4 separate regions of the Mus musculus genome follow, and all the other regions are linked to region 3. A link is a contact called in public promoter capture Hi-C data. All regions are on one chromosome and are shown on one strand. Each heading gives the region's core, a stretch centred on a gene start, on an enhancer-like site or on the middle of the called end of the contact. The rest is flanking DNA. Distances are from core to core; before and after follow the strand shown. Region 1 holds the start of Srgap2 (SLIT-ROBO Rho GTPase activating protein 2). Region 2 holds the start of Fcmr (Fc fragment of IgM receptor). Region 3 holds the start of Rassf5 (Ras association (RalGDS/AF-6) domain family member 5). Region 4 holds the start of Avpr1b (arginine vasopressin receptor 1B).

The links. Promoter capture Hi-C pulls out the DNA fragments that hold promoters and counts their contacts. Capture Hi-C pulls out chosen DNA fragments and counts their contacts.
Region 1: a contact with region 3 is called in a promoter capture Hi-C map of adipose tissue, with 4 times the contacts expected there. The contact joins the promoter of Srgap2 here to the promoter of Rassf5 in region 3. A contact is called at or near these places in 3 of 39 promoter capture datasets (the SN4741 cell line, cranial neural crest and neural stem cells), 4 of 484 Hi-C or Micro-C datasets (embryonic stem cells and muscle stem cells), 8 of 115 datasets of contacts at active chromatin or transcription factors (the SCID.adh cell line, bone marrow-derived macrophages, cardiomyocytes and 5 more) and 2 of 9 other capture datasets (adipose tissue and liver).
Region 2: a promoter capture Hi-C map of embryonic stem cells shows a contact between it and region 3, with 4 times the contacts expected there. The contact joins the promoter of Fcmr here to the promoter of Rassf5 in region 3. A contact is called at or near these places in 17 of 39 promoter capture datasets (the 3T3-L1 cell line, 3T3-L1-derived adipocytes, the C10 cell line and 12 more), 1 of 15 datasets of contacts at CTCF or cohesin (large pre-B cells), 15 of 484 Hi-C or Micro-C datasets (B cells, the C2C12 cell line, the G1E-ER4 cell line and 6 more), 8 of 115 datasets of contacts at active chromatin or transcription factors (astrocytes, embryonic forebrain, embryonic midbrain and 5 more) and 1 of 9 other capture datasets (embryonic stem cells).
Region 4: a contact with region 3 is called in a promoter capture Hi-C map of fetal liver, with 3 times the contacts expected there. The contact joins the promoter of Avpr1b here to the promoter of Rassf5 in region 3. A contact is called at or near these places in 9 of 39 promoter capture datasets (the C10 cell line, the HPC-7 cell line, embryonic stem cells and 4 more), 1 of 484 Hi-C or Micro-C datasets (embryonic stem cells), 3 of 115 datasets of contacts at active chromatin or transcription factors (embryonic forebrain and embryonic stem cells) and 2 of 9 other capture datasets (embryonic stem cells and liver).

What each region holds. Positions count from the first base shown.
Region 1 is chr1:131,521,309-131,528,702 of GRCm38.p6, reverse strand. Srgap2 (SLIT-ROBO Rho GTPase activating protein 2) reads left to right here and starts at 1,342. Exons shown (of 23, transcript NM_001081011.2): 1 at 1,342-1,470; 2 at 3,110-3,765. The coding sequence starts at 3,699. Fam72a (family with sequence similarity 72, member A) reads right to left here and starts at 800. Exons shown (of 4, transcript NM_175382.4): 1 at 1-800. The coding sequence starts at 2.
Region 2 is chr1:130,863,897-130,870,709 of GRCm38.p6, reverse strand. Fcmr (Fc fragment of IgM receptor) reads right to left here and starts at 4,933. Exons shown (of 8, transcript NM_026976.3): 1 at 4,814-4,933. The coding sequence starts at 4,850.
Region 3 is chr1:131,239,783-131,247,203 of GRCm38.p6, reverse strand. Rassf5 (Ras association (RalGDS/AF-6) domain family member 5) reads left to right here and starts at 2,026. Exons shown (of 6, transcript NM_018750.4): 1 at 2,026-2,515. The coding sequence starts at 2,074. Gm28913 (a long non-coding RNA gene) reads right to left here and starts at 2,114. Exons shown (of 3, transcript XR_878525.3): 1 at 1,838-2,114.
Region 4 is chr1:131,596,162-131,602,556 of GRCm38.p6, reverse strand. Avpr1b (arginine vasopressin receptor 1B) reads right to left here and starts at 3,443. Exons shown (of 2, transcript NM_011924.2): 1 at 1,886-3,443. The coding sequence starts at 2,816.

The sequences.
Region 1 (7,394 bases), core at 93-2,592, 280 kb before region 3:
ATAGCGTCCCACGTTGAAAGAGGTGCAGAATTTTGAAAGGGGAAACTTTGATTTCCTCAGGCTAACAATCAAGACGGAAGGCCTCTCGTTCTCTACGCTCTAAAACTGGGAAGAGAGTCCTATTTTCCTGGTGGAAAGGGAAACTTAGTATTTATTGAGTAGGAAGAGCAAATTTTACTTCCTTTTGACTTGGGGAGGGAAGGGAAATGGAGTTCAAGGTGGGGAGAGACAAGTGGAGTTGAAGGGAAACTTCCGCAACAGGTTTAACTTTCTCTGGTCTTCAAGAATCTTCTACTCTTCAGCTCCGACCCCGGCTCCGGAATTGGGCGATTTCCCAGTTCCCAGCGGGCTTCTTCCCTTTAAAGCCTCGCCTCTCTGACCACTCCCAGCGCGAGCTCCGCCCGCAGAGCGCTCCAATTCTTGCTCAGCTCCACGCGGCTTCTTCGTAGGATTCAACGCCCCTCAGCCCTTTCCACGCGGGCTCTGGCCCCGTCCCGCTCCCTCTTCTCGGAGCTCGCCCGTGGGCTTTCTCCCTTGCACCACGGCTCTCGGCGTCCTCTCCCGGCCGAGCTCTCGCACTTGCGGCCCGTAACCCGTAAGGTCTCTTCCACAGCGGTCGCTCCGAAGTGAGCAGCGGTGTAGCGAGGTGGAGGGGAGAAGCCTCGGAATAGGCTCAGTTCGCGCTGCAGTCAGTCAGCGAACACGCCGGGTTTTGCTCTTTCTTCCGCTTTCTCTGCTTTTTCTAACCCGCTGTCAGTTTGAATTGCCTGCGCCGAGCAGGGATTGGGAGGACTAGAATTTGCCCCAGACCCACATTGGAAGGCCAAGGGCCTTCTCCTGACGTGAGCTCAGAGGCCACGCCCCAGTAACGGTGCCGATATCAGATCGGCTCTCTGATTGGTTAATATTAGCTCAGCCCCTAAGATCATTGGCCAGCATCTGCTCGGCTTAAACCCTCCCCCCTGTGAACTTGGAAGACACACCCCGAGTTTCTTATTGGTGGATACACTAAGGTCCAGGCCGTTCTCTACTATTTATTGGCTGAACTTCCCTCCTCCCTTTCCCGGTCCGATTGGTCCCGTCTTCTCTTGAGAGTTTGTGTTTGGCTGTCGCTTCCATTTTATCCCGCCCATCAGCTTTACTTTAGGCTTCCACAGGCCGGGGAGGAGCTCACTCTAGGACTGCGCCTAGGCAGCTAGTGTTCGCCACACCTCTAAGTTTCGTCAGCCCCGCCTCTACTCCTGGCGTCTATGGATCAGTTGTTCCTATTGGCTATAGTCCCCGTCAGTCGCTATTAGGCGGGCGGTGATTGGCAAAGGGGTGGGTTCAGCTTCCCGGCGGGGTCTTGCGGAGTTGGCGGAGTCTCCTTAGGGAACTGGGGGGCCGAACTGCGTAGAAGAGGGTGGCGGGGAGGAGAACGCTAAGTGGGAAGCGGAACCTTGGGCCTGGGACCGGTCGCGGCAGAGCCAGGTAAAGGCTCCTTCTCCCCTTCCCTCCCCGTACGCCCGGCTGCTGCTGCTCTGACTGAACAAACCGGGACTGGGCGGGTGGACGCGTTGCGGATGCTGCTGCTTTCGGCGCCGCCTTAGCCGTGTCGCCGCCCGCGGTCCTCATACCGCCCTCCCCGGCCCTCCAAATCCCCCAGTGCAGCCCATAATACTTCTCGGGACTGTTCATCTCTCCGCCCATCCCTGCACTGCCGAGGACGGTCCTCACGCGGCGACACCGCCCTCCCGCAGCCCCTTTGCACACGGTTGGCCGGGTCCACCTAGGGGCCTCGCCGTAACGGTCCGCTGGTCTCGTCCCTGGTCTCCTAGCCTTGGCTGCCAGCCCAGGACCCGGAAAGATGGGGTGTTCCTCACGGCTTGCAGGGTGCTTTCTCCGTCCAGCCCTCCAGTCTGTCTCCCAGGGCTTCTCCACCCACTCTGATACCCAAACCTCATGCGGGTCCCGAAAGTTGCCAACATCCTACACTTCACGTTGCAGCGGTCCACCGCGGTTTCCCTCACTGCCTCGCCCCCAAAGCCGTCCTCTCGGCGCCCTCTCTGGTCGTCCAAGCTTGGGCGGCTCGAGCTGGCCCGGGCTCTCTCCTGCCTCAGGACCCCACCTCACGCCCGCCTCCTGCTTCCTGTCCTCCCGCACCGCGCGGCCTCTGCTCGCTCTTCCTGCGCGCGGCCCTTCCTCCAGCCGCCGGGAGTAGGCGACACTGCCTGGAGCCGCTTGTGCGCCGGCGGGGACAGGGCGGCCTAGGAGGCAGGGGCCCGCCGCAGCATTGGAGCTCTTCCCTCAGCCTCCTTGCCGCCGCCTCTCGCGCCTCCCGGAGCGACTCTCACTGATGCCTCCCACCCGACTGGGATTGGGTGCGGTATTTGTGATCCCTAGGCTTGGGGGACAAAAAAAATACTGGGGGGGGGGTGCCATTTAGAGTCACTCTCATACCTGGCTTGGGGAAGGCTACCGCCGCCTGCCGCCTCCCATCTCCGGGTTTTCCCGGTTTAGACCCTCGCCTCTAGCTCGTTTCCTGCTTCTGCCGACCACATTGTTTTCCTGGATGTCCCGTGCGGAGCGGGCCCTTCCTGCAGCGTCCCCCCTCCACCCCCCTCACCCCCCTCCCCGGTTTTGCTGCCAGGAGAAGCTAGTTACCAAAAACAAAACAACTGGGAGGAGGGGTGGCAGGGGAAGAAAAGTTGTGCCCATCTGGTTGTCCCCTCTGGTATGGATCCTGTAGATGTCTGGGAGGTGCCCCAGCCGGAGGTCAGGGGCCGCGTCGCGGGCTAGGCGGGAGGACCCCTCTTGGGCTAGCAGGGTTGGGAAAGCGCCGAGGTGCCGCAGTCCCCACCCGCAGCTCAGCTTTCCCGCCGCAGTCTCCGCCCGGAGCACGCGCTGCCGGCTGCTCCAAAGTGTTCTCTTTCTGCCTTAAAACCTGGAGGGAACATTTTTCCTCCCTACATTGATCGCCACGCCGGGTCTTCGGGCGGAGCGGGCGTTGTTAGGCCAAGATGAATGGGCCAAAGCTGGACTTGGAGTGTCATCCCCGACCCCACCCCTGTTGCGATTAGGATCTTCCCTCCGACTGATCGCCCCCTCCCCCCTTTTCTTGCATTTACAGGCTAGTGAACCGGAGCAAAGACTTCCGACCCACTCTGCGCTGCAGCGGCACCCTTTTGGGATTTGATTTGCAGAATCTTTGAGCTGGTAACACACACACACACACACACACACACACACACACACACAATCCCGCGAAGAACGCCTAGCCCTCCTCTGGCACCCCAAGACAAACCCACTCCCTCCTAGGGACACAGCTGGGCGCGTCCACACCCCCGCATCCCCTACACCATGTTGTGCGGAAGGACTTCCACTCCCAGCCTGTGTCGTTGATGTCAGACCCCAGGCCAGCCTCCGGGCGCTGCAGTTCTCCTGGTTAATGCTGCGGTTGTGGTTAGGGCTTTAGTACTTAAGCCAGCCGCCGCCGCCCCCCACTTCCCCACCCCCGGCCTCAGCGCCCACAGTCTGCATGTGTGTGCAGTAGCCGGCTGCCCATCCCGCCGCTCGTGTTCTCCTGGAGCTCTGGATACCACCGCGGGGCATTTCTCTGCCTGTGGGAGAAGTGGCCTTGGAGGCATTGATATCAGTGGTTGGATTTTTCCCGTGGATCTATCAATTCACAATTCGGATTTGGAAGAAAGAAGGAAAACATGACGTCTCCAGCCAAATTCAAAAAGGATAAGGAGATCATCGCAGAGTACGATACTCAGGTCAAAGGTAAGGATTTTGAAAATTAGCATAAAGCATATGTTCTGCGGACTGGTGAAGCATGCGTTTCCACCCCAATTTTCAGGGCGTTTGTTTCTTGGGTGGAGCAGGTGGTAAGTTGACCCCAGAGGTGGTTTCATAGGTGGATCAGCAGTGTCAGGGGCCATAGGCACTAGAAGAGGGCTTTAGGAATATCTTTGTGGGGCTGACCATTAATTTGGCAGTTTTTTCCCAAAGGCTGGGCAGGGTGGGGGAGGGGCAGGAGGTTCTCCGGGGAGAGAGAGAGAAAAAAAGCTGCTATTTGCCTTTGGGTGTCTTGAGTCAAGCTTCCTTGAAGGACAGCTGAAATCTGACAGGTGTTTGGACATTTATTTCAAAGGTTGTAGAGAAGCCCAGGTGGAAAGGCAACCTTGGGAAGGGGAAACCATTTGGAGAGACCTGGGAGAGGTGGGGTTTTTCTGGTACTGTATTAAAGCTTGAGATTTGCCAAGACACTGAATTCAGGAAGTCCCTAGCCATATTGGGTGTACCTAGTACTTGTCTGGCCCGTGGTCACCCTGCATACAATCAAAGATCACAGACCAGAAAGAATAAGGCCATCCAAACTGGTTTCCACCCCTCACTTAAACCTTAACAGAGTTAGGCTGTTAGGTTCTCAGAGTGGTGCTGAAACTGGAAAATAGGAAGACATAATTGTTTAACCCTTCTGCGTTGTTGCCCTCTGCTCCAGAATACATGCTTTTTAAAGGTCCATTTCCTTTCAGCAAAAACGTGAAGGGATAAGGCAGAATGTGGACCTGGAGAAATCAAGTGTTGTCTCCTCATCTAGTCCACTGCTTAAATTGGCTTCTCAAATCGAAACCTATACCCACATGGCTTTCCCTTCTCGGGCATTTCCCTTAGGAGGTGTCATGCCAGTGAAGGAGCCCTAGTCTGTGTTTGTGCAAGGCACTGCCCCTTTCTGACCAGTCACTGGGAAGAGCCATGTGGCTACAGTTCATTGAGACCTTAGCTGGGAAGTGGGAGAGGTGGGTGGCCTTGAATGTTAAACCACATGGTTGGAACTCTGGGTTTTTCCTTTGTTTCAGAGTAGAGAGGGAGGGGCCCCTACTCCATTCCCTGCACCAATGCAAGGAGACCTTTTTCTATCTTAGAGGACTTGGTAAAGACCATGTCTCCCCTCTGATGATTGCCTTGGATGTGGGTTAGAGGGAGAGTGTGAAATGGGTAGTCCCTTTTATCTCTTAGAAGGTTGAAAGGCAGTTTGAAGTCATCATTGTGTCTTCAGGATTTTTTTTTAGAATATATATTATCAGTTTGGTCAATGCAGGAGATGCCCTAAGGGACCTTCAATCCATTTGACTGCAAATATTGGTCAGATTTATTACAAGAATGGGGTAGTTGAATGCTGAGAGCTCCAGTTGGATTGGAATTGAGAGAGGTGTGGTTGTGAGTTATAACTGAGGTCCTGGCCTCTTGTCATTATTCATAATCCCAGCCTGTTTTTGTAAACAATGGCCACTGGCCTCTATGTCCTGTCCAGATGCAGCACATTCTGCTCTTGTAATGCACTCCCTGTGGTTTTAGCCAGATATATCATTGAAAAAATACATCCTATTCTTAACTGTTGCCATAGGGAGTGTTAATAACTTTGTCTTTCCCAGGTGGTTCTCCATAAGCACACATTTGACTAAGATGAAAAGTGATTTTTTTATATGTTGGTGATTTTTTTTTTTAAGGTTCAGGGCTAACAGGTATCAGAATTTGCTGATTTTTTAAAAATTGGTAATAGGCTTCTTATGAGTGTCTCAAAAATTAAGTACTTTGCGTATTTACAAATATTGCTCATTGAGATGATGTAATGCACTTAGCTATTTGGAGTTTCTCTTCAACCCTGCCACAGACTAGAGACCGTTTTGTGTGTGTGTGTGTGTGTGTGTGAGTGTGTGTGTGTGAATATTTTTCCATTGACTATTCAGGAATGTAGAATTTGGTAGGTGGCTGACCCTGAGTTCTCGCTGGAGGAGGTACCCATGAATGCTTTTGGAACTGACTTGGTTTAGTCCCTCAGTTTACAGCTGAGGAGGAGGTAGAGAACTGGAGAGGTTTGTTCAAGGTCACACAGCTAGGTGGTAGCTGTGTAGAAGGTAGGAGTAGTTTGACAGACTTCTGTACCTTCCCAGTAAAAATATCATCTGTTCATGGTGAAAACAATTCTTAAGGCAAGTGTGTGTGATCTGTAATAGTGATGTATAGCAGCCGTGTGCTAACAGTTTACTTTGGGTGTTCATCATGTACCATGGCACCCCAGTGAGTGGTCTATGTAATTGTCACCTCTCTCCAGGAAGTATTGTCATCTAAGGAAACTGAGGTTATGAGAGGGAAAAAACCCTTTCAAGGTCATACAGTCAAAAGTGGCACCTTCCTTGTTTTATTTATTATTTGTTGAGTGCTTAGTATGTGTTCTAGGCTTTTCTACATCAGTCAAGAAGACAGAATGCCAGACCCCTATGGAGCTTACATTTCTAGAACCATATATGGTGGAAGACTCTATAATTTAAATTCAAGGGATCTTGGCTTGGGGTTGGCACTGTGACTTACTACCTCACCTGTCAGAATTAAGAATTTGGGCTTTCAAAAAATTGTGTTCTGTTTGTTCGTTTTGCTTCTTAGAGACAGGGTCTCAATGTGTAGGCTGTGGTAGCCCAGAATTCACTCTGTAATTCAGGTTGACCTTGAATTTATGGCAGTTTTCCTGAGTCAGACTTGTGAGTCTGGGAATACAGGTGTGAGCCCCTACCCTCTACAAGCAGAGTTTCTGAGTTTTATGAATTCTGTGGAAGTAACTCATGATACTGCCAGACTTCTCTTATAGATGCCAAGAAATTTTTTTTTAATGTTATACAGCTATCAATTTGGTGTGTCCGTTAAAAGTAAAAGTGTTAGAGGCAGAGAATCCAGGTTTAAACCTTTGTTCTACTATGTTACATGTCTTGTCCGAGTCTCAGTTTCTTAATTGGAAAATTGGCAAAATAGTGTGCGTTTCCTATTCCTATGAGGAATAAAGGAGCTAGCTAGTCTGCAGATTTCTTGTAGCTCAGTATCTGGCACCTGTGAGTACTCAATGACTGTATAGTCTACTTGCCAATTAGTCAGGCTGCCTTGAGAGTTCACTCTCTAAGCACCAGCTGTTAAATGATAGGAAACCATAGTAGGAATGAATCAGTTCTAGTTGAAGTTTGTTGAGGAATAACAAAATGTGTCATGTACCTGTCATTTAAATCCTTTGGCCAGTCATGGTGGCTCATGCCTGTAATCTTGGTAGTTGAGAGGCTGAGGTAGAAGAACTTTGGAAGTTTGAGGCCAGCCTGGAGTAGAGTGAGGCCCTGTTTCAGAAACACAACACAACACAACAAAAACAAAACAAATCCATCTCCACTAAAAATCTCCCATACTCTTTGAACATTAATTTCCTTTTATGCATGATAGGCAAATTGTCTGAAAATATTGTATGTATCTCTGTTTTTTTAGTCAGAATTGTTTGAACCAAGTAGACTTTCAGTAGACTTTGGACTCTCTTCTATGATTTTGTTCTCTCATGCTATTATTCCTTAAAAGCACCTGCTTGCATGTGCTCT
Region 2 (6,813 bases), core at 3,684-6,183, 380 kb after region 3:
GGTTTAGAATGTCTGTCTGCAATGGCCCCCACCCCCCTTTTTGCTGTATCATTGACTTTCGCTCTCTTCAGTCCTGCAGTAACTCATGCACAGACCTTGATGATGGCACCTTTAAAACCCTTAGATGATGTCTGCATCTCCTCCAGTCTTTTCTATGTGCTTTCTCAAATGCCTCATCCAATTCATATCCATCCCTTCCATTTCTCTTTGATCAACTTCAACCAGAATTTTGTCTCTAAACGTCCACCTAAACTGTTCTCATCTGGGTCAACACAGCTGTCCTGGTTGCTGTCTCTGGCGGTCACTTACTTGTCATCTCTGGCAGTATTTGACCTACCTGAGTTCTCCTTCCTAGGACCGCTTTTTGTGCACCACCCAAGTGCCACACTGTCATAGCTCTTCTTGCGCTGGCTCCTCTCTTACTCATCTCCATCTCCCTCTCAGTGCTTGGTACCTGACTGATTCTTTGTGTGTGTTCTCTTTTCTTTCTACACTAGGACCTTTTTATTTTTCATTTACTCTAGGACCTTTTACATACAGATGCTAATGGGTTAGATTTCAACTAAACACATGCTTGTTTCTAGTCTTGTCTTTACGGCACCAAACTGGCTCTGGTCTTTGGACTCCACTGTATATTTAAGATAATATCTAATAACAGCAAGAAAAGAACACCTCATCTCTCTTTATAAACCTGCCTGCTTGCAAAAGAGATTTGTACTTTTAGGAAATAACACTATCATCCAAGTGCAGGAGACCAAACTCATCCTCATGGTAATGAATCAAGATTAAATTTTGTGAGGTCCAGGGAGATGGTTCAGGGGGTAAAACCTCTAGCTTGACAATCCTGATTCAGTTTTTGGAACCCTTGTACAATGCCAGATAAGTGACTGTAATCCCCTCACTCTTGTGGTAAGATAGGAGGTGGAGAGAAGAGGATTGCCTGGGAGTGCATAGGTCAGCTTAAAGTGTGTAGCACAGCAGCAGAAACAATGAGAGAGACCTTGCCTTAATTAGGTAGAAGCTGTGTCATGACTCCCCAAAGTTTTCCTCTGATCCCCACACATTTTATTGTGTGCTGTGGTGTGCACACAATAACAATTTTAAAAGAATAAACCTCTCTCTCTCTCTCTCTCTCTCTCTCTCTCTCTCTCTCTCTCTCTCACAAGTCACATTCTTATTAGTAGTCTAGGTAAAGTTGAAGCCCACACCCTCTGATTCTGCCTTGTGTCATGAGGGACCTTCCCACAGGGCTCCATTCAGTATGGTCTATAGTTGTACTGAGCACTAGGGACAGGCCTATCCCAATATTTGTAGGCCCGAGGGCAGTATTAGTAATCAAAGGCCAGCATATCATACATGTAATTATTCAAAGAAATCATCAGGGGTAGGGACATGGCTCAGCTGCTACAGTGCACACACAGAAACCTGAGCTCAGGCCCATGTAACCAGGCCTGGTGGCCCATGCCTTTAATTCTAGCTTTTGAGATCCTCTGCAAGAGGGTCAGGAAGTCAAGGTCACCTTCATCTAAATAGCTCATTAGAGGCCAACCCTGTCTTAAGAACACAAGACTAACAATAAACCATTAATTAGAATATTTAGAATATTCTTTATTAGAATAAACTGTTAATTAGAATATTGTATGTTCATATCATGATAAATCCATATATTCCTTCTCTGTTGCTTATGACACATGTGGTCCCTCACCAGGAAGGCTCCATTTGGCACCTACAGCTTTCCTTGGTGATGTGATTTTCTCACATTTCTGGAATCCCCAATATCCTGGAGTCTCCACTGCTTCTCTTCCACACCCACACAGCTACCATCTCAGGATCTTGGTACAGAGAAGCCAACCCTGCCAGACTTTGCCTCAGAGGCTGTTGAGACCCTTGGTGTTGGCCTTCAATGTCCGTTCACTCTTAGGTTTTGTATATCTGCAAGGGCAGCTGCGTGTGCACAGTGCCAAGTTCTATTACAAGCTTGAGATGTAACGTGGCCCCCTTGGACCACAGCTAGAACAGGATCTGTGTTTCTTTGAGGAGAATCCTGAGAAAACACTTCCTGAGGTAGCAATCTCCTAGCACCATGCCTGAAGATTCTCTCTCCTTAAGCTCTCTCCTTTCCAATGAAAGCTTGTCAAAAAAGTTTGCAATACTACACTCTCTAGTTTGGGAGATGGAATACTGTGCTCAATACATCTTTCCTGTTGTGCCATGGCAAAGTCTGAGGCTTCTCCTTGTGCTGGCCAGTTTATGTCAATTTGACACAAACTAAAGTCTAAGAGAAGGAAACCTCAATTAAAAAAAAATGCCTCCTATAAGAAAGCAGGCTGAGGCTGGGCAGTGGTCGAGCACGCCTTTAATCCCAGCACTTGGGAGGCAGAGGCAGGTGGATTTCTGAGTTCGAGGCCAGCCTGGTCTACAGAGTGAGTTCCAGGACAGCCGGGGCTATACAGAGAAATCCTGCCTCAAAAAAAAAAAAAAAAAAAAAAACCAAAAAACAAAAAACAAACAACAACAACAAAAAAAACAAACCCCCAAAAAACCTACCACCACCACCAACAACAACAAAAAAAGCAGGCTGAACAAGCCATGAAGAGCAAGTCAGTAAGCAGCTCCTCCCCACAGCCTCTGCGTCAGCTCCTGCCTCCAGGTTCTTTGATGATGGACAGTGATATGGAAGGGCAAGCAAAATAAACTTTTTCCTCCCCAACTTGCTTTTTGGTCATGCCATTGCATTGCAGCAAACTAACTCTAACTAAGACATTCCTTAACTGCACTTAACTCTTTAAGAATCATAGCTGCTTTGTCTGGACCCATTTGGTCAGCTCTATTTGTAGCTTTCGCTGAGTTCGAGATCCTTTCTTTGCCAAGAAGCCCATTTCCCACACACTTGTGTTCTCTCTCACTGTAAATCTGGGTAAGCGCTGTGAGCAGTAACCACGCCATGGCTTGAATGTTATGCCACATTTACATTTCCTCTGTCAAACAACTTTAGGACACCATCAGAACACAGCCTGATTCTTTAATACCTTGAACAACAAATGACTCCTGCCCTAATTTCTGATAGAATCTTGTTCTCCTGTGAGCAGTATTTATTTATCTATTTATTTACTGATTTATTTATTTTGTTCTGGTCCTTTGTGCTTTCACCAGCATGATCCAATTAACCTCTTCTTATAACATCCTCGACCTTCTCTAGATCACCCACACATCTCAGAATTCCTCCTGAAAATTAGTCCTGAAGGCCTATTAACCACAAGGTCAGATTTTTCACAACAGTAACCTCACTTCTAGTTATCAATTTACTCTATTCGTCACTTTTCTCTCATTATTGCAACAAAATACATGACGAGAAGAAAGTTCAGTGGGGGGCGGGGGAGGTGTATTTGTGCTCACAGTTTTGAGACCATCGGTTCTCAGCTTATGGGTAATGACCCCTTTAGAGTACAGGGGTCACCTAAGGCTATCAGAGAACACAGATGTTTCCATTACAATTTATATCACTAGCAACACTGCAGCTATGCAGTAGCGGTGAAAATAATTCTATGACTGGGGGTCACTACAACGTGAGGAGCTGTATTAAAGGGCCACTGCTTTAGGAAGGCTGAGAACTGCTCTAGACCATCGTGGCATGGAAGCTATGGTAGCAGAAGTATGAAGCTGCCTGATTATATCTCAGGGTGGGCTGGTAGGTCGATCAACAAATGGGAGGAAGGTGAACTCAGTCCTCTGCAGCCTTTCTCTTTCTTCTTTTTTTATTCTGTTCGTGACCTCGGCCCACGGGATAGTAAAATCCGCAGGCAAGGGGGTCTTCTCCCCTTGCTGAATTCTTTCTGGAAAGGACCTTGCAATTACATCCAGAAGTAAGCTTGACTAGTACCTCAGCATTTCTCAATCCAGTCAAATCCTCAGCAAAGCTTAATTATCACAAAGCAGGCATTCCTGACAAACTAAATAAGCTGAGCACACTGAGCCGAAATAGGACATGGCTGTGGCTGGGGTTCAGAAGGTGCTTGGGAATAATGACTGTGAGAGATAGGTAGGTTTGCCATGACCTGCAAAGAGCCAGGTAATAATGGTAAACTGGGAGTAATGACAGTAACAGGGATGGTAAGCGGGGACAGCCTGAGGGAGGGTGCAGGAGGGGGAATTTGTAGCATTTGTACCAAGAAGAGGTCTATTTCTCTGGAAGAAGGTCCGTGGGAGCATGATAAGCTCAGATTCTAAGGGAGGAGAGTGTGTTTTAGTTAGTAGATAGTGGGAGCCATGGAATGACGTTATAATCTTAGAGACGCTTAACACAAATGGAATAGCTGGCTTGTATGGCAACCAGGGAAGTATATTAGGCAAGGCATTAGGCGCATGTATTCCAGATCTTGGTGGTCATTCAAGCGGATTGCTGGGTAGGTGGCTGTAAGCTGAGATAAGAAGCTTAAGGGAATAGTTTAGGGAGACTTCATTTGAAAGTTTCCAATTTCAGAGTGAAGAAGAAAGATCTAGAGGAGAAATACATACAAGAAGAACAAACCTTGGAGACATACATTTTAAGATCCCCAAAAAGTGAGTCTTTAAGATATGTGACACGTTCAACCCTTAGAAATCTAACAGCTGTCTAGGGTGGAAGTCTGGAAGCATACTGAAGGAGTGGGGAGTGGCCAGCATCCACTTCACAGGTCTCCACCCTTGTTCTCTGTGCCCCGGCTGCAACTGCAACTCTCCAGATGCATCAGGGTCAGAGATGGCTGTCAACTGATTACCTCTGGCTAATTCAAACCTGGTAGTTAAGTCTGAAGTGTTTCCTCAGAGCACTCACCTGGCAGGAAGTAAAGTAACCAAAGCCAAAAGTCCATGGTTCCCTGGAGGCCCTGGAGTGAGGCTGACACACACCGATCACCTGGGAGCCTTCTACAACTGGGTGCTTGAAAGCTATGCTGGACCTCTTTGAGTGGCAAGGACTTAAAATGAGGAAATGATAATCTGTTTTGTTTGCTAGCTAGTCTTTGTCTAAAAAAGAAAACACCAGCGAACCATAGCGGAAATCAAGAATTGAGAAAACACGTACTGCATAAAAATGAGTGAGCAGGTCCAAGCTCTCAGCCTGAGCAGCTGCCAGGCCTTGCCCCCTCTTCTCAAAGGGACCTCCCAGGATTCATAGGTGCCGACTGACTTCTGAGCTAGAGGCATTTGTTGTTTCTCCATCCTCAGGACAACAAAGCTCATCACCAACTCATCTCTCCCAACAACAAAGCCTTTGTGGACCAAAGCTAGGCTTTGAAAGTCACCTGGGTTTTTTTTTTGTTTTGTTTTTGTTTGTTTTTTTGTTTTTGTTTGTTTGTTTGTTTTGGTATTTCAAGACAGGGTTTCTCTGTGTAGCCCTGGCTGTCTTGGAACTCACTCTGTAACTCCTCCCATGAGTACTTGTGAACACCTACTATTTATAGTGATATTAGCCATGGATTTTGTGCAGTCTACTGCTTTTGTCTGAACTACATTTATCTAGAAAACAGATGGAGGTGAGACACATAGCCTCTGGTACTCCAATATGCACACTATCATTCCTGAGGTCTTAGGCACAGCTTGCTCAGGGCCTCAGTTAATCTTTAGGCCTCATTCTCTTACAGTGGTATCTGAAAGGCGCTTCCCTCTGGCAGAGGCACAAGCCACTGTCTAATAAGCAGAAGACAATGCTAAGAGTCAGGTGTGACAAGTCACATAGCAAACTCTGCCCTTAGGGTTGGCAGTCTGGTCGAGCCATTTTTCAAGACACCCAGTGGCGAGGGTGAGTGAGGCTCACTGATGGAGAGTAGAGAAGCTGAGAATAAGGAAAACAGTTTCAGGCTTCAGACAAAATGGTTTGTCCAGGCTTGACTTTGTTCGCCTTGGGCAAGCTTCGCTGAGCCTGTGTTCTCATTGGTCACTTGGGTATGGTCACTGTCTTGTCTGGTGCACAGCAGAGATCACTGATGTAGAAATGCTATAAAAGCCCTTTACCATGGGCTATTTGGCTTTAATGGTCTTTCAGGTGTGCAAAGCTGTAACTTATCAGAGGATTCCCAGGTTTTCCTTGGGTCGGGGGTTTCATTCGCCAATGGTACCCCTAGTCTAGGCTTCCTAGTCACTTTTGTCCACACTATTTTAGGCTCATTGGTGGCTGGCTGCCTGCACACCACTCCTTCCTCACGCCTACACACCAGATTGGTCACATGCTCTCCAAAACAGAACACAATGATGTCCTCAGCCCTGGAGGTTGAGTGCGAGCCCAGAGCAGGTGCAGAGGAAGAGGAAAGAGGAAATGTGTGGGTGCAGGCTGCCTTCCCTGCTCTGCCCAGCCCTGCCCTTCTCTCTCCAGGTCTCTACTAGCTCAGAGCAATGGGCATGAGATGTCCTCCAGCCAACAAACAGGCCAAGTGGACAGAGGGCAGTCTCTGCCTCCTGGTTAGAGTAGCCGACTGAGGGCAGTTTCAGCTAGGATCAGTGCCTTACAGTTCTCCATGGAGAGAGCTCTTTGCAGTGGTCCACACCCATCCAACAGCTAGCTGGGCTCTCCATTAGCTGGTTAAATGGTTAGGATTGCCTTGAAGTCCTGGGGTAGGCTAGATGAAGGACAGGAGAGAGGGAGTTTATGAGTGAATATGCTAAGTATTACAGTGGGTATGAGAGAGTGTGGATGTCAGCATATTGCTAATGTGGGAGATCAGTGGCCTGTACAAATGTGCAGCATGCTTTATGTAAATGGGTGCTGTGTGGTGTGTAGACATGTGACATGTGTTCTATGATATATGATGTGCTTTGTGACATGTGAGTATATGATGT
Region 3 (7,421 bases), core at 777-3,276:
GAAGAGTTCCTGCTGGGCTCTCTCAGTTACAAGGAACCCAGCTCTGGAACAGGCAGGTCCTTTCCCTCCACTCTGCTATGGCTCTAGAGCAATAGTTCTCACAGTGGACCATCAGCACAAATGCTACTATGGGAACATGCTAGAAATACAAGTCTAGCATCCTAGCCCAGACTTACTGACACAGGAACTTGCCAGCAAGCTGTGATTTTAAAAGCCCTCTAGGGTTGGCTGGCCTCCAAAGCTTGGAGCACGGATGTAAAGAGAGCAAGAGGAAGGGTGGAGGGGCAGAGTGGTGGCCTCTGTGCCCACCGCCTTATCATAACTTTATCAGTTTGGAGTCCTTCTTTCCACTCCCCAGAAACCAGTGAATAAAACGAGGCCCAGAGACCAGGAACTTTTCCTCTGCCACCCACTTGAAAGGAGCAGGATTCTGATTACCACCACTTGGGGGAGGGGTGCGGGGGTGGGGGTGGGGAGAGAGGCTGTGGAGCAGGGAAGGCTGGGGATTCCCTGGTCACTGGACTTTTAGCCATTGCCTAAATTTACCTTCGAGAGGAAAAGTGAAAGTGAGGATTCCCCAGCCAGACACTAGGGGGAGACCCATCACTAGCCGGGAAAGAACCCTGGAGATTAAAATGTAGGCGAATTTATAGACAATTCCAGGTCTGGTTTCAGAATCCCCACACATTCTATACATACATTATTGCTCCCAATACTCTAACCTGAGGGTTCTCATCCCTTTTATAAGGTAGCTTGTGTGCAGAGAGAACCTATGCATTTTAACCCCGCCTATATTAAACACCGGTACTGTGAAAGTGTATATGAATCATTGCTATCCAGTATTATTTAATAAGTAAGGAGAAAGAGTGTGTACATGTTCACTATAGACATGCCCCTCCCCCAATATTTCTACCAGTGGTTTGTTGAGACCCAAAATACAGAATTTTTGAATTTGGTGCAGTGACTCTATTCCCATAGTTGCTTGCTGGTGGCTGCCACTAAATCAATCAAACCTGTAATTTAAGGGGGGCAGGGGGAGGCGGGAATGTGAGCTAGGCCTAAGTCAGAACCGCAGAACTGGAAAGAGCAAAGGCGCCTGCAGCTACAAAACCAGCCTGTAGAGGGCCCAGGACCCTTGCTAGCCTACGACCGACCGACCGGGCACAGGTTCGAAAATCCACAGTCCCACCTGTTCTCTATCCCTTGAGACGGCACTGTGGACAGGCCCACTAGTTATTACCATTACATAATTTTCAAGACCCAGTGCAAAAAGAATAGGCCGGGTTAAGAATTAGGATTTTCAAGATGGTGGCGACATAACCTTAAGCCAGACAGGAACCTATGGCGCACCCCTTGGTGCTGGTAGGATGCGGACTTCTCCACCCTGCGCCCCTGCTCAGGTGGACCTTCCATACCAAAGGAGGTGTGTAAGGGATTGGCATTCATTTCCGCAGTGATTACTCCAGCAACTAAGGGGGGAGGGGCGTAATTCGGGAGGAAAGTTCCTGTCCACCCATGGGGCACAGAGAGGTCTCTCATGATCACCGGATCACCAAGGATCACCAGTCACTCTAATCCCAGTCTTCGGGGAGGGGCAGTCTATGTAGCAGAGGTGAGAAGGGAGAGAGCTGATGTAGCCAGCTTCCCACGGGCAGCTCGGAGAATCCGCGGGCCGCCTTACTGACAGCGGCGGGCTAGCTCCTGTCCCGGGGCCACACCAGGTTGCCAAAGCCCTGCCTTCCCACCTGCTCCCCGCCCCGCCGGTGTTAGGGCGCCCTGGGAGACGCCCAGAGGGGACGGGGCAGAGCTGAAGACAGGCGCAGGAGCCGGCGCCTACCGAGCTCGCGAAGCCTCTCGGGTGCTCGGACCTTCACCACCGCCTAGTCGCCGAGTCACTCCTAAATCCACGCGGCTCCGACCCGCAGTCACGCGTGTTGCCCTTCCGGCCTCTCGGTGGGCTCCGCCCCGCCCCGCCCCGCCCGCGGGCTGCGGGCCCTTTAAAAGCGCGCTCGACCGGAGCCGCCCCTTCTGTTGGCCAGGCTCGGTAGCTGCCGCCGCCTGCGGGCCTTGGCCATGGCTTCCCCGGCCATCGGGCAACGTCCCTACCCGCTGCTCCTAGATCCCGAGCCGCCGCGGTATCTGCAGAGTCTGGGTGGCACCGAGCCGCCACCTCCCGCCCGGCCGCGCCGCTGCATCCCCACGGCCCTGATCCCCGCGGCCGGGGCGTCAGAGGATCGCGGTGGCAGGAGGAGTGGCCGGAGGGACCCCGAACCCACGCCCCGAGACTGCCGACACGCTCGCCCTGTCCGGCCCGGTCTGCAGCCGAGACTGCGGCTGCGACCTGGGTCACACCGACCCCGCGACGTGAGGAGCATCTTCGAGCAGCCGCAGGATCCCCGCGTCTTGGCCGAGAGAGGCGAGGGGCACCGTTTCGTGGAACTGGCGCTGCGGGGCGGTCCGGGCTGGTGTGACCTGTGCGGACGAGAGGTGCTGCGGCAGGCGCTGCGCTGCGCTAGTGAGTGAGGGCGGGGAAGGTGCGCGAGGTGAAGGGCTCTGAGCCCGGGAGAGGAGGCCATTGCCTTTTGTGGCCAGTCCGAACTTTTAGGCAGGTTACCTTTGGAGACAGCTGCTGTCACTGCCTGGCATCCTTTAATGGCTGCCCACTGACCAGAGGTAGTTGTATGTGTACAGTTACGTATCCTCAGACGGGTTTGAGCCTTCTCCCCCGTGCGCGTAAACAAGCTTGTTTGTAGGTTGGGACTGATGGCTCTCCACAAGGTCATTGTGTCTTACGCACACCCTCTTCTTCCTTTAGTTGTGAGTTTTAAAAATGAGGTAGTGATATTGACAACGAAGTGAGTATTTGACACTTATTAGGGTTAATGGGGAGATGACTCGGTGGTCACCTCAGGTTCTCTCAGGCTCTTCCTCCTAGGGAGCTGTTGGCATGGGAAGCCTGGTTAGGCTTTGAATGGAAGCAGGCTGTGAGGCTGAAAGATGCCAAGGTCACCTGCACCTGAGGCCTCCTCAGCCCTCCACACCTGGCTCAACGCTCTATACTCTGCTCCAGTGTGTGACTGTGCCTCGTGGCCTCCTCTTCCTCCTCCTGTCCCCCTGCACCCGCCTTCCAGCCCTAAAATCACTAAGCTCCCCGCCAGTTCCTTCCTTCCACAAGGCATCCCCACTGGCCTGCTGGCTTCTCCCAATCTTACTGTAACACTGGGCACCAGTATAGAGAGTTTCTGAGCAAGTCTGCGCTCTTTTTAGGGCTTATCATTACCTCTCGCCAATGGTGAGTCTGTATCCCTGTATAAGTCTCCTCCCCACCAACCCAGGGATCTGCTGTTGCCAGAGGATACTCATACCCGTGTGTTTACGTAGCTCCTTTGAACATATGAAGCACGCAGTGCAATGACAGCTTCCGGCAATCATCTGTGGACATGGATTACAGTCACATCTTTTGGTAAAGGGCCATCCTCTGTTGCCTCCTTCAGACTGCAACACTGGACAGCAGCAGCTAGCACTACTACCCTCACTCTAGCCCATAACAGCTCCCCCTCAGCCGCTCCAGAATATGTGAAAGGAAAAAGGGGGACTATTCTTCCTACCATGAGCATCCCCCATACAGGTGCCTGTTAAGGAGAAGGCTGGGCATGTAGAGTCCTGTGCACGGGCTGCTGTTCCTTGTAAATGCTGCTGACCTGCAGACGAATCCAGTGCAACTTACCTCTGGGCCCGCTGCTAGCTTTATCTCCCTCCGTGTTCCTGAGTGCTTTGCAGTACCCACTAGCCCTGGACACAGAGGATGAGGCAGTGGATTCACTGTTATGGATCTACTAAGGCTCAAATTCCAGAAGCTGCACTGTCTGTGAGAATATGCTTGTTGCAATTCCCGCTTGTTTAGACTTTGAGGGACTGTCAGCTTTACTCTGAGTTTGTGATATTCTTCTGGTTAGCAATGATGCTGTGTTGGCAGGATTCTGTGGGTATCTGTGCAGTACTCCATGACGAAATGAGCATCCTCATACCACATGAGAGTTGTTTATTTCCCTTGCTCCGTCCCTAAATAGTTTCCAGCACTTGGGAAATAGTGTCCTCCCTGCCGTTTCCTTCCACAAGGCATCCCCACTGGCCTGCGACTTGCTGAGGTCCTTTCACTTTCTTGGGTTCCTGTGGCCCCTGAGTAGTCGATTTCCTACCAGCCAGAGATGCCTGAACACCAAAGAGGCAGCAGAACTGAAGTCAGGAAGGCCACAGAAAGGAATCTCTGTTTGTTTGGTTTTTTTTAATATTTAACTAACCGTGAGTGTTCGGCTGACCAAGAGAAAGTTGAGACAGTTTTGGTGTGCAGGACAGACTCACCAGACATCTGGTGCTAAGCTGAGGTCTGGCTCTCTGAGAGGGTTTATTTGTTTTATTTTCATTTTTGAAAAGCATGGGTCAGAAAAGGATGTTTTAAAAGGTAATCCTGGAGCTGGGAAGAGGGGGGCAACTCAGTTGGCAAAGCAAGCATGAGGACCTGAACTGGATCCTTAGAACCCACATTTAAAATAAATAAATAAATAAAAGCAGGCATGGTAGCACATGCTTGTAACCTCAGTGCTGGACGGTGAGTGGAGACCGGCAGAGTCCTGTCTGGCCCTCACTGGCCAACCCTAGCTACTCGTACACATAGACACAGGCACACACGCACACCTCAAACTAGAACCAAAGTCCCGGCTTTGAATCCGAAATGTCACTTAGTCTCTGTGTGACCCCATGAATCTCTGTGTTGCCCTCACTTGTCTTTAAGAAGCGTGGATAATGATCTTATCTACAGCATCGTGTTAATGTGGGGATTCAGTGTAGTAATCATATACGTGTACGTTGATTAGAAAAGTGCCTGGCAGGGTACACAATGAACGTCCAATTAGATATAAGTGTGACCATTGTCTCCTCCCATTTAAGACCATTAATGGCTACCTGGGGCTCACTCTGCCACATAGCATAAGCATGGGGTACGGTTTTCAAGCTTTGTTTGGTGGTGGAGTTGGAAGCAGGAAGCGGATAGTATATCTTGGGAGTTTAGGTATGAAGTGTCCTCTAGACATGGCATCCCTGCCTAGCGCCTCAGGTGGAAGCCAGCTGTGATGAAACCCACAGTCCCGTGTCCGAGACTCCTCTGCACCTGGCTTAGAGAGAGAAGCCTTTCCGAGCAGCACTTGCGACCGGCAGAGCGCCATGCTGGTTTCCTTGAGCAGTGGCTGGAAACTGATGCTTGCTTACGCCACTCACACTCAAAGGCCAGTGGGGCTGTGAATGACATCTGTCTGTTTAGGAGGCTGACACTGGGTGGGAGCTGGGTGGACAAATGGGCTTTCAGTAGGGGAAGTTTTAGAGAATTGCCTTGCCTTGCTTACGCTTGGTCGCACTTCAGGAGGTCTGTAGCTAGTTAACGCTGTTAAGTTCAGAGCCAGAGCTCAGGACTAAGTCTGAGCGCTGGCAAGATGGCGCAGATGATAAAGTGCTTGCCGAGCAGGTATAAGATTCATGTAAAAAGCCTAGCCCTATATAGTGCTCACCTGTAAGCCAATACCAGAGAAACAACTTGATGGTCAACCAGTCTAGCTATATTGATCAAACTCCAGAATCGATGAGAGACCCTGTCTCAAAAATAAAATGATGAACAATCTGAGAAGACAATCTATGCTGACCTCTGGCTTCCAGACACACAACACCTGTGTGACACATGCACACACACAAATCAAATGTGTTAGATAGGGAAGGAAAGCCAGTGGGCTTGATGCAAATGCTTGCAGAGGTGAGAGCTCTCAGAACCACCATGCTTTGTTTTGGGGTAGGGTGGGGTGGGGGTGGTAGGAACTTACTCCAACCTTCCCAGAGACAGCAGTCAGCAGCAAACAACCTGGGAATTCCTCCAGCTGCCTCTTGCCCTTTCTTGTGCGGAAGGCACATAAAGATGGCCTTCTGCCATGTGTCTCCTTTGAGTGGGTGTGTGAACGATCCTGGGCCAGGAAATGGTCTGGTAGTCGGAGAAACCAAGTCAAGTTCTCAGCAAGGGGGGGAAGAGACTTCAGGTATCTGTTGAAAGCTGTTGATACGTGGGTGCCCCAAGTTGGCTCCAAGAAAGAGCCCCTCTGAAGGGGTGGTTATCCAGAGCCATGAGTATAATAAAGTGATTGGAATGATTGGTCTAAAAAGGGGGCTTCCCTGGGGCTCAGACCCCTCACCTCCCCCACCTGTGATAGACTTTGATTACATCGTGAGAATCAGGTCCTCGCTGCCGAGTGCCTAGGGAGGGGCTCCTGACTTTGCTTCTTGAGAGCTGCTCAGTGTCTCAGAGTTGCTTGTCTGCTCTCCTCTAATTCCTGTTGCTGTATTAATGGCTGGGTTTAACTGGTTAGATCCTCTGTGAGATTGCAGCCACCCAGGTGGTAGCTCACCTATTCTATTAGGGGCTCTTTGCAAGTCTGCTAGGACCCTGATTTTGGCTACTCCCCCATCCCCACCCTACTGTGGCAGACAAAAGTCTTCATAGAAAGCATCATGGCCTCCGCCCTTTGATGCGCTGCGGCCGTCCAGGGTTTACTCTGGGCACTTGGCAGCTGTTTGCCCAGGGCCCCCAGCACTGCTGGAGAAAGTAGCTTAGGTTTTCCTTACTTTGGAGTCGTATTTTGTTTGGGAAGCTGGGGAAATTAGGCACTGACATTGAGGTTTTGTTGTTAAAGATGACAAACACCCAGTTTTCTCCTCTCCTGGCTCTAATTGAAGTTTGCTTAGGAAAGGCCTTTTGGGGGACAGTGTTAAAACACAGGGAAAGGGCAGCAGTGGGACCCTGACTCTCCAGTCCATACCCCTAGTTTTCCTTTCTTTCCTTCATTTTCTCAAAAGATGAAAGCAGGGGATTAAATGTGAGCTGATCCCCACTCCCCCGTTCATCAGAGCATGGAACGCCATGATTGTGGAATATGGGGGCTTGAATCCCAGGTATAGTCAAAAATGATTAATGTCGCTTGTCTACGGCCTAATTAGACTTGGTAATGAATGTGTGTGTTCGTCTGCTGGAGCTGAGAGTCATTAGGTGGCAGGGAATTGATGAGGTCGGGGACTGGGATCTTTCCCTTTTTCCAATCCCACTCTTGAAGCAGCCAGTGGCAAGCTTGGCAGGTAAGCCCCCGAGTGGCGAGTGTGACAAGGAAATCAGCCTCTGCCAGCAGGGAGGATTCTGACTGGCAGAGCGAATTCCAGCCGGGGAGTGTGCACTGGTGAATGAGGCTTGGGCCAGGCCAGCCGAGGTCTGGGGGTGTACCCAGGACATTTCGAGTGCCAGCAATGCCTCTGCTCTGAAGAAACCCATCTCCATGCTTGCTGCCACACTCATCCTCAAAATTGCCAGCCTCACAAGGCTGGAATGTGGGAGG
Region 4 (6,395 bases), core at 2,194-4,693, 350 kb before region 3:
GCATCTTGGGCCAGCAGCTTTAAGGCCACTCTGAGCTCCAAGTTCCTCAGGGGCACTGTAGAGAAAGCCACTCCATAACACCATGCAGATCCACATGTTTGGTGCCAAAGGAGCCCTTCCTTGGCTACATCATTCTGGCCTTGGCTAGTATCCATAGTAAGTTGGATTGAATATGCTCATTGCTTACAGAAAAACTTGCAAACACCTTCGTGTTCAGACTAATGCCAAAAGATAGAACCAAGCATGGTGTTACCTATCTACATTCCTAGTAGGCTGGAGGCAGAGGCGGGAGCATCAAAAGTTGGACATCAGTCCGGGCTGCACAGTAGTTACAAGGACAGCCTGAGCCATCTGCAGCATCCGAAGCTCACAAGGCTGCTGACTACTTCATTCTCTGGTATCATGTATGTAGAGCTCTTTTTTTTTTTTTTAAGAATCTTACTTTGTTTTTCAGATAAAGGGAAAGCCTCTCTTTGTAGATCTAAGTTAAGAACCAGGGTTGTAGGCAAGGTGTGGGTTGCAAGAAAGAGACTAGTCTTGAAGAGGACCTAGGTTTCATTTCCACCACCCATGTGGTGGCTCATGACCATCTATAATCCCAGTTCCAGGTGAGTCAATATCCTTTTCTGGCTTCTGTGGGTACCTAGTACACACATTGGCCACAGGCATTCAGGCAAAATATCTGAACTCATAAAATAAAATAGGAAGAAAAGAAAAAGAAAGACTGGGAAAATCTGAAAGATTGGGCTCTCTAGCTCCTCCTGGGGCTGGGGTAACATGGCCTTGGGCAAGTCACAGACCCTTTCTGTGCCAACCTTTCCTCGGTGACAGAATGATAGAGTTGAATTTGAGATCTAAATGCTGTCCTATGCCAGTCCTAACTAATTAGAAGTGGCTGTTGAGAAAGAGCCACAGAGCTATGTCCAGACACAGAAGGGAAGGGCACACAGAGAGTCCCCATACCCAGCATTGCCACCCTGGACTAGATTATTTGAAACCCCTTTCAGATCTGTTAGTCTATGATCCTCGGGTTCATGTAGCATGCTAGAAGTTGGCTGAGCAAATATACCTAACCCTCTTTCCCACAGGGGCCATGCAAATGATATTTTAAAACTGTCAAATAAGTAACCAAAATTTAAAAATTAAGAAACTTGTGCTCAGAGAGATGGCTCAGAGGTTAAGACTGCTCTTCAAGTAGTCATGAGTTCAATTCCCAGCAACTACATGGTGGCTTAGAAACAAATAATGACATCTGGTGCCTACTTCTGCCTGGGCAGGCAGAACATCACTTACCTAATAAATAAATCTTAATTTTTTAAACCAAGAAATCCCACATAATTGATATTCACTCAACATAGCCTCAGCGGGCTGGGCAGGACTTTATTGGGCAAGACTGTGGTCTGAATGTCTGTCCCCAGAATTCTTGTTTTAGAAACAGATCCCTCAAAGTCCTATATGCCAATGGTACTTTCCAATGAGACCTTTGGAAACTGACTAGATCCTAGGGCCTTAAGAATTAATAGTTTAATGAGTTAGCACGAAAAAAGAAATGATTGTTACCATAAGAGAATATTCACTATAAAAACCAATTTGGCCACTCCCAGGGGTGCCCTTCACCACCCTGGGAATCTTCAGAGAGTCCCCATTTTCTAAAAAGAACCTTCCCAGACTTCCCAATTCTAGGAAAGTGAGAAATAAACTTCTGTGCTTCAAGTGTTAGGTGGGTATTTCTTACAGCAGCAGAGGATGCTTTAAGACAGGCAAGCACCAACTCACTTAGTTACCCCGTTCATTTGTGTCCTGCCTGGTCCTGGGAGACATTGTGATCCTTACCGTGACCCTATTTTCTGTCCCCACCACCTCACCCCACACCCCACATACTCGCCTTCATTAGGGGCATTCTCGTCCCACACAGACCACATCTGGACACTGAAGAAAGGTGCCCAGCAAGCAATGTAGGCCAGCACAATGACAAAGGTCATCTTCACGGTTCGGATCTTTGCCCTGGAGATGGTACTGATGCTGCTGACCCGGGACGGCAGCCCCCTAGTGGCTGCAGCAGCGGCAGAAGATGAGGACTTGGGCCAGCCCCTTCTTTCCTCCCTGCCAGCCTGTGTCTTGACTTTCAGGTTCTTGTAGATCTCGTGGCAGATGAGGCCATAGCAAGCTGTGAGCACCACCACGGGCAGCACAAAGATGGCCATGGTGGTCCAGGTGATGTAGGCCCGCGGGCCCCAGGAAAAGTAGAAATCTGCCCAGCAGTCCAGCACCCCTGAGCCCTGGATCACCTCTCGCAACGAAAAAATGAACACTTGAGGGAGGCTGAGGATGGCAGCCAGCAGCCAGGGAGCAGCAATAAGAGGGTAGGTGGACTGGCTGGGCTGCTGGAGGCTTCGAAGAGGGTGACAGACAGCCAGGTACCGGTCCAGCGTCATGGCCAGCAGCATGTAAGTGGAAGCAAACATGCTGAGCACCTGTAGATATTTGACAGCCCGGCAGAGGAGGTCAGAGCCCTGGAAGCGATAGGTGATGTCCCAGAGCAGCTGAGGCAGTACCTGGAAAAGCGCCACGCCCAGGTCGGTCAGGGCCAAGTGCAGCACGAACAGATGCATGCGGGAGCGCTTATGGCCCTGGAGGCCCAGAATCAGTAGTACAGCCAGGTTGCCTCCTGTGGCCAGAACCAGGACAGTAGCTAGGATACCAATTTCCACCTTGGCTAGCTCTTCATCCCTACCCAGCCAGGGTGTGGTGGTATTGGGGACAAACAGGGTGCCCCCAGGGGAGGGGGTAGCAGTCCAAGAAGGCTCAGAATCCATGGTTAGGTTTAGAGGGAGAGAAGGAGGGGAAGGTGGATGGAGGGACGGTGTGGGTGCAAGTAAGAAGTTGGATAGTGAGAGAGAAAGGTTAGAGGTGGAGGGAAAGAAGGGAGGTGAGGGGTGACGGTGGAGTGAAGGCTTGGAAACAGGTGAGATAGTTCAGCAGACAGGGACAGAGAGAACGAAAGGAGTAAGGAGCAGAACCGGGACCCCATAGAGGCTGGGGAATCAAAGAAAGAAAAGGCGGGCTGGGAGGTGGGTGTTAATATGGGAAGGTTGGAGGAGGTTGGAAGTGGGGGCTTCTGAGAGGTGACACCGAGGAAGCAAAGGGAGCAGCTGCCATCTCCCAAATCCACCCCAAATTTACTTTGTCCAAACTTTCTTTTGGAATCGGAGAGAGTAGCCGTTTCTAAGTTGTCTTGAAGGTGAGGTCCAGGACCATGGGCGGTGCCTGCAGGTATTGGAAACCCCTGCCAAGCCACGGCGTGCTCCCACCGCGCTCTCACCGGAGGGTGAACACAGGCATGAGCAGACTGAACACAGGCATGAGCAGACGCAGCAGCTCAGAGCGTTTTATGCTCTTGGATTCCTAGTCCAGAGGCTGCCGCTTGTCGGTTGGCTCCTGCAGAGGAGGGTGGAGTGAGACTCAGTGGCTCTCTTCAGACAGGGGGTACTGAGGGGAGGGGCTGAGGAGCTGGGTGGGACTGTAGAGGAGGAGGATCAGGGAAATGTAGGAGAAGCGAGAAGCTAGCTCTTTCTGGCAGCCAGGATCCACTGAGCACCAAACTCACCTACACTGCCATCCTGATCCCTCAACTCTCGTTAGACAGGTGAGTTTGCGTGTGTGTGTGTGTGTGTGTGTGTGTGAGAGAGAGAGAGAGAGAGAGAGAGAGAGAGAGAGAGAGAGCTTCCCAAACACAACAGTGCTGCTGCGGGGAGCCCTAGGCATGTGTGAAAGATCTCAAATGGCTGAGAAGCATGCCCTGAAGAAACCCACTCTGGAAAACCAGATGTGACAGCCATTTTTCTTAGGATAGGTACTTGGAGCTGTGGAGGCAGAAGAAAAGTGAGGACATTTGTGACTGGGTGACCTGGGGGTGTGTGTCAGGAGATGATAGAAGGAGCTAGACCCGGGAGTCTGGCGTGATTAGAGAAATTCCAAATAGAGTTTGCATCTCCAGGCTAAATCTGAACTTCTAGCCTCTCTGGGGATACATTTCATGAGCTAGGGGTGTCGTTGACCACTCTGTAGAAATTATGTCACTCAGAAGGTTGCAGAGCTAGTCACCAGCAGCACAGAACCAGAACAGACCAGTGTGCAGTTGTTCTGTGCCACAACAGAAGCTAAGTTAAACTAAGATAATTACATTATTTTCACCAAAGCTGATGTGATTGGAGCTGTCTGAAAGGCAGCAGCTGATTGCAAACAAGTAAATACCACCTGGCCCTGAGAAAGTCTACACGGCAGGCACCACAAGGTATTGGTTGGGCAATTCACTTTATCTTGCGGAATTTCACACTGTTAGGACTCCCTAGGTAGGTTAGAATTCACGAGGAGCTGCAACAGTATGATCAAAGCCTTTCATGGAAGGCAGGATCCCTTTAACTTGCTCTTTAAATCAAAGCTGATTCGAACCCCTTGACCAAACCACGCACCCACATAACCACTTAGTATCTTTTCTAGACTGTTCTTCTTGCCGTGCATGTCACAAATTCTTCATCTTTTGTGCTTTGCAGCCCTGGCTTCTACTTCTTCCAGAATTTCGCTGTTTGTGAGCCAATTATTTTCATCCTCTGTGCTGGATCATTCCCACCTCTATGCAAACTCACTCTAGAAGTGTCCATTAAGGAAAAATATTAGATTTAGTTTATAATTTTCTTTTTAAAAAAAAAAACAACATTATTTCTCTTATGTGTATGAGTACTCTGCCTTCATGCACACCAGAAGAGGGCATCAGATCCTATTACAGAGGGTTGTGAGTCTCCATGTAGTTGCTGGGAATTGAACTCAGGACCTCTGGAGGAGCAGTCAGTGCCCTTAACCAGTCAGTGCCCTTAACCACTGAGCCATCTCTCCAGCCCCGTAGTTTTTCTTATTTCAATCCTTTGTGCCTTATGCTCTCTATTTACAGAAGACAGCCATTCCCGCCTGCGGTAATCCCTGCTCCCCAACCCCCACCCCACACACACCAGCACTGTTTTCCACTTTTAGGGTTGAAACGCTTTGGGAATTTACTTTTGTGAATGTATGATTGAGTCTCTAACATTTTTCTCCCAGGGAATATCAGTTCTTCCTTTCATTTAGCAATTCATTGTTATCTATTACCTGAATAATTATGAAATTTTAATGTTTTTATTGAGACAATTTCTAGGATCTCTATCTAATATGTTCCACCATCTCTCTTCTAATATTTTACTATTTGAAAATAAGCTTTAATATATAGTAAACCAAAAAACGAGCCTACCCTTTATCCTTTAAAATGTAAGTATGTAGTATGTATTCATGTATGTAAGTGTGAGCCTGTGTGGGGATGTGTGCATGTGAGTACAGTGCCCTCAGAGGCCAGAGGCATCGGATATCCCGAGAACTGTGGTTGCAGGTGGCTGTGAGCCACTGGCTTGAGTGCTGAGAATCAGGCTCGGGTCCTCTGCAAGAGCAGTCAATCCTCTTGACCACCGAGCCACCTCTTTAGCCCCTCTCCCCTTTTTCTTGCCAAGCTGTTTTCCAAAACTTTGAAAAATCGTAATTTTTGTCAGTCCAACTCCACAGAAATCTCTGTTGAACTTAGGTAAGAAGCACCAAATCTTGGGGGAAAGCAGTATTCTGTGTGGTCTTAATTAGGTCTAAATACCCTTCAGTAATGTCCCATAGCTTTCTTCACAAGTCTATCCACCTTAAGACGACTTGACTCAATCTGCCCCGAGTTTCTGCTTCCATTACTCGTGTTTCTGTGCTCTACTGTATCTCCTATTAACTCACTGCTCATTGCCAGCATATGGGGACAGTACTGGGTTTCGGATCGTATTCCTATATTTCTAAAGTATGCAAATTATCTAGGCATGGAATATTATCGGCAACAGCATTCACTTTGTTATCTAGCCTCAATCTTTTTAGCTCACGTTTCTTCTTCTTATCATATTACTAAGTCAAAGATTCCAGTACAGCGCCCAGTAGAAGGAAGCACTGATGCTCCCAATGAATCTAAATTTATCTTGAAGCGTTAGGATCACTGTAGCTCTTCTTCAGTTAAAAAAGTTAAGATATAGTATTTTTTTTACCTACATATACTAGTCAAGTGATTCTATAGCATTTGTTACTAATAAAAGTAACTTTCTCAATTACCTCTACTTTTGTTACCCACCAGAGACAGTTATTTTCTTCCATCTTACATTTTTTATTAAATAATATTGAATCATATTCAAAACTAGAGAGAACAGCATAAGGACACCCTGTTTTCATCTCTCAGTGGTTGCAGTAATCAATAGATAAGCAATTTGATTTAATCTAAATCTCTTTCCATTCTTCACACCAGTATTATTTGGAAGCAAGCATCAGACATCATTTTATTTGTTAATATC